Regions from separate parts of the Danio rerio genome. Here region 2 is linked to region 1. The links are chromatin contacts, called in public HiChIP or PLAC-seq maps. All regions are on one chromosome and are shown on one strand. The core of a region is the stretch at or near the end of the contact, and the rest is flanking DNA. Distances in the headings are between cores, read along the strand shown. Region 1 holds the start of limch1a (LIM and calponin homology domains 1a). Region 2 holds the start of ptpn9b (protein tyrosine phosphatase non-receptor type 9b).

Region 1 (2,700 bases), core at 38-2,537:
TAATTTTTGGCTCTTCATAAAAAAAAAAGTTTGGGCACCCTAGCTCTAATAATAATTAGTTGGCATGTAGATGCAATATAACTTATAGTCAACGGAATGTGAAAAAGGCACCATCAAAATAAAGTAATACATAAACTTTTTATATTTGTTCATGTTTTATAGGATGAGTCCATCATCACACAACACTAGGCTGATCTACTCTACTGCACACGACTCTAGTCCTCAAATCTAGCTCAGTGACGTGAGGAATCTCCCTGTCCAATCCACAACCGCTAAAATGGGTCATAATATTAATACCAAGACCTACATCTTAAACTCTGGCATCTCTAGAGATGAAACAGATCTCCGATCACATGTTCAACCTTACTGTGAATCGGGTCAAATAAGACATACATTCTCCATGCCACGAATGCTCCGTAAACAAACTGTTTGCCTGATCTTGCGCGCTGCCGTGACGACTGGAAAGGGGGCGTGAATGTAAGAGGACAAGGGGGGCGTGTCTTTAAGCTTCCACAACAACTGGAATCGCTTAGCTGATGGGGGCGTGTCCGTGCATCCATCCCTCTGTTTTTGCACCTCTTCAAAAATGCATCATGTTTTGTTTGGAAAAGTGTCCGCTGGATTGGCGGATACTTATAATATAAAATCTGATTTAATTAGGCTGCTTGCTGTCATGACATGTAGCCTAAGAGAAATTCGGCGAGACATTAAAGCCGCGCTAGTCCGATTACAGCAGCCGAATCCCGCGCACATGATCCCCGCGCGCGGCTGCATGGGCTTCATAGCCCGTTGTTGTAACCAAACCCGCCACACTCACACAACAGGTGACGGTGCAATATTAATAAGCTTCTCAACACGCAACGCAACCTCTTTATATGAGCACGCAAACAAACACAAGAGCATCGTTTACTTATATGAGCAGCGAACTCACCTCGATCCATTTCTGAGCTTCTTGAAAGGCTGATTCGGGGGTCGCTTCTGCAGGCTGATCCAGCTGGGCGTTTGAAGCCGAGTCGTCTCCAGAACTGGCCATTTCCCAAATAAAAAGCGTCTTAGCAAGAGGGCCACTGAAATCCTAGATGAGCTATCCGGAGTGTTTACTTCAGAGCATTGGCCGTCAAGCGGACGCGTTGAATATGCTGAGCTCGAGCGTTCACACACTGCGGTTCTCCAGCGCTCAGCAGCACTGCAGATGAACTGCACTTCTACCACGCGCGGTGCAATACGAGTCCGACCTCCTCTGCTAAAAATATAAGCTAAAAAAACATCTGAGGTCTCCGCTCAGCCAATGCGTACGAGCGCATCAGCCTCCCCGTCTGTCCTGCTGAAGAACGGGAGACTGGCATGCGCGAGAGAGTGCGGGGGAAAGGAATTTAACGAGAACAATAGAGCAGTTCCGTTACCGCTCCAGTTACGGCCAGATATCTCTCCCTCCCGCTCTATATTATATATCATATAGGCTATATGTAATGCTATAGAACAAAACGACTCTCTCCTCTCATCGTCTCTCTCAGTATAAAAAAATACTCAATTTAAACAAAAAATGAAGTTTTTTTTAGCAAATATTATTTTAGTTTTTATTATTAAGTTTTATTTTTGAAATAATATTGTTTTTAGGTAAATTCATAATCCAAAAAAGTTACAACAAAATAGATGAAGAGAAAAGAGATGTAAGGAGATTAATATATCATGCTGAATTAAAAAAAAAATTGTTCATTTTTACTGTGATGAGGACTATTTGCACATGTCTAATTTCATCTTTATCCATTTAAAATCGCACATAATATCCTCAGTGAGTGACAGAGCCTGAATTTTTATTTTACTGGACCTTGCTGAAATGATGGACCTACTCTCAAACCTATAAGCTTGCATTTTAAAGTGATAGTTCGCCCCAAAAGAATGCATATTTTATTAACCCAATTTAAGATATTTTAAATGAAATTCAGAAGCTCTCTCATCCTTCATTGACTCCTAGATCATGAGATGTTTAAAATCCAGAAAATGAACCACAAAACAGTCAATGTGACTTCAGTGGTTCAACTGCAACTATACAAAGCTTCAAGAACACGTTTGTGCACCCAAAAAACTGTAAATATGATTCTGTTTTCCACTAATTCATAGTATGTAAATGTCTTCTCTCCTGCCTCAGGTCAATATGGTGTGGGGCAATATGAAGTATTGCCATTAGTGCAACCCAGGCTCATTCTGAAAACGTACCTCTATATACATTACTGGAGAGCATCAAATATGTCCTAGGAGGTATGTTTTTGCAGATTTTATTTTTGTAAATCCACAATGGACCCCTGTGTATGCCTATTGAGATCTCAAATTTCTCTTGCGAGTGCCATTCGCGCCTGCTATTCGTACGTAAATCTATCAGAGGCTGTTGTCAACTGACTGAATGACTGACTGACCAATCGACTGACCCACCCTCCTCCTTCCCTAAACCAAACCAATAGTGTTTTCAAAAGCACAGATTGACCGACCAGCGCCCACCCACTTCCCTAAACCCAACCGACAGAGTATTCAAAAACAATGCAAAAAAAGAAAAGCCCCCGATTTTCATTACATTTTCAGATGTTAACACATTCTCACCCTTTTAATTAGTTGTTTGTTTTATTTTATGGCTTTTGTTTTTGTCTTACCCACTTTCTGGAACCGTTCCAAGCCAGACTCGATCCCCGTCATCATGGTCAACTC
Region 2 (2,734 bases), core at 198-2,697, 130 kb before region 1:
CTCAAAAACCATCAAATTTTGTTGCATTTTATTTGCATTTTTGCTCCACTCTATCTGTCAATGCTAGTGCTTTGAGTTATTTTCATTCGTGCACATGAACTAAATTACAGAATCATCAAAATCAATCTAAAACTATGAATTGTTTCGAAATAGAGCCATTCATTTTCATCTGGTAAAAGTATACTCAATATCGCAATGCCATTTTTTTCCAATATCGAGCAGCCCTAATGATTTCTAAATGACCATGTTTATTCCTCTGCCAGCATCGCTTATATTTTATAATACATTAAAACACAAAACCATTGTATTAAACTATGTTTTACAAACTTAATGTTAACCAACTTCTTTACTAACTTCGAACTTTTCATATTTCTCATAAACATTTTAGCTTTTATCACACAGTGGCTATATTATAACCCCAATCTCTAGATATCTATAAAACAGCCACTGAATTCAAACACTGGCTGACCACTAACTAATGCACTAATAAATATAGTTACCAGTCCACTTTCACACACTGCCCTGACATAACGTTACGGGGGGTTTCCAAATGGGTTCCAAAAGTAAAACTAAACCATATTCATCAATGCAAAACAAATCACTTCTACATTGCGCCAAGTTGACACTCAATCACATGAGTGTGCAGAAGCAGCATTGTGATTTGACAGCTCTATAAACGACAGCAATCGTCCAGACAGACGCTCATGTAACACAGTTTCCTCGACGAGTTAGAACAAATGGCACCTCCAGCATTAGATGAGTGTTCACACGGCGAGACAGAAGTGAGAATCGTCTCACATTTTCCAGCACTGGAGCACATCTGACACCGGGTTCGCTTTGGGTTTTACCGATAGCGACTTTGCAGAAGCATATATCGTCATACATGACAGTACAGCGATGCAGATTTTTGACTTACGCTGTATTTGATCTATAACGCGCCCATGCTGGAATAAGACTGTGAACATACTACGTTAGACTGAGCGCATTCACGTTATATGCCAATGCCAACCTAACGTAATGCTACTTTACTGCTAGACAGTTGGTGTTCAGTCAAACAAGTATAAGATTCATTATACAATGCTATATAACAGCTCCCAATATATCGACAGTAATATCTGATCATTATAAATGTCATAAATGGCTATATCTGCGTTACTACGCTGAGTGTCGCTCGCTCGCTAACAGGGCTAGCATTTACCTCAGCTCCCTCAAAAACAGCCACAGGGCCGCGTTTCTCATTCACACCCTTGTTAACAAATAAACCACAGGTGTGTTACCTAGCATTTTATCTTAAACATAGTGAAAAACAGAGGCGGCTCAGGAAACACGCTATGAAATTTAAGAAGAGCTTGGTGAAAATGTAGGTATCTTACCGCCTCTTGATTTGTCAGGGCTTCCGCCATCTTGAAGCCTGAGCAGCAACGTCTACGGGCGCGCCCTCTCTACTGTCGGGAACGCGCCGCTGGTGCCTGTCAAGCATCGCGCGCATCAGGATGGACGCGCGTGCGCAGAAACATGGTAAAGGGCAAGTATGCTTGGAAAGTAAGAGGTTTATTATTTGAAATTTAGAAAGAGGCACGGATGGAACACACTGGAAACGGTATGCATAAAGATAAACGTTAAAAATTATTTAAAGTCCATTTTATCTGTTCATAACATGGATTTAGCTAGGTTTGTAATGGTATGTGTCAACTCAGCCAAACAGTTGGCCGGTTAGCTCAGTTGGTTAGAGCGTGGTGCTAATAACGCCAAGGTCGCGGGTTCGATCCCCGTACTGGCCACATATTTATGTTAGCACTCCAACGTATTGAAGGTTATCCCACAAAATCTTGAATTTCATCATTAACTATTAAGTTCCTAAAATTCTATTAACTTGATTCTTAATTTTATTAATTCAAAAGAAACTAACATTAATTATAAGAATTATAGAAACTATTTTAATTGAAGATCAGAAAGAATGTAAATAAAACATGTTGAGTATTGTTGTTCTGCCCTCACTCCAGTGTCAAAAAGTCATGTTGAGGCATTGTTAGATCTCTTATAACAAAGTCAGAATTATTAGCCCCCTGTATATTTTTTCCCAATGTCTGTTTATCAGAAAGACTTTTTCTAAACATTTCTAAACATGATAGTTTAAATAATTTCCGATGTCTGATTTATCTATTAACTTTTATCTGTCATTAACGCAAATTATATTTTACAAGATATTTTTCGAGATACTAGTATTTAGCTTAAAGGGACATTTAACGGCTTAACTAGGGTAATTAGTAATAATTAATATATAATAACAATAATATCTCCAATAATAATCTTTACAATAATAAATATCTGCAAATGGCCACTTCATTCATTCATTTTCTTTTTGGCATAGTAGGCTACCTTTAATAATCGGCGCGGCGGTAGCCACAGTGGAATGAACTGCAAACTTATCCAGCATACAGTGCATCTGGAAAGTATTCATAGCGCTTCACTTTTTCCACATTTTTTAAAATTACAACTTTATTCCAAAATGGATTAATCTCAAGCTCTATCAGGTTGGATGAGAAGCATTGGTGTACAGCCATTTTCAGATCTCTAGAGATGTTCTACAGGATTTAGGTCTGGGCACAGTTGTTGTGAAGCCACTTCATTGATATGTTGGCGCACACTGCCAACATATCAATGAAGTGGCTTCACTTTGGGTCATTGTCCTGCTGGAAAATAAACTGTCACCCCAGTCTGAGGTCAAGAGCAC

Evidence for each region. HiChIP or PLAC-seq counts read pairs in DNA pulled down with a chosen protein or histone mark.
Region 2: an H3K4me3 HiChIP or PLAC-seq map of gastrula embryo shows a contact between it and region 1, with 4 times the contacts expected there. The contact joins the promoter of ptpn9b here to the promoter of limch1a in region 1. A contact is called at or near these places in 2 of 4 datasets of contacts at active chromatin or transcription factors (embryo and gastrula embryo).

Annotation. Positions count from the first base shown.
Region 1 is chr1:20,477,062-20,479,761 of GRCz12tu, reverse strand. It overlaps limch1a (LIM and calponin homology domains 1a), which reads right to left and starts at 1,287. Exons shown (of 34, transcript NM_001430852.1): 1 at 932-1,287. The coding sequence starts at 1,033.
Region 2 is chr1:20,607,303-20,610,036 of GRCz12tu, reverse strand. ptpn9b (protein tyrosine phosphatase non-receptor type 9b) reads right to left here and starts at 1,447. Exons shown (of 13, transcript XM_685567.11): 1 at 1,374-1,447. The coding sequence starts at 1,403. It overlaps trnai-aau (transfer RNA isoleucine (anticodon AAU)), which reads left to right and starts at 1,708; the gene lies at 1,708-1,781.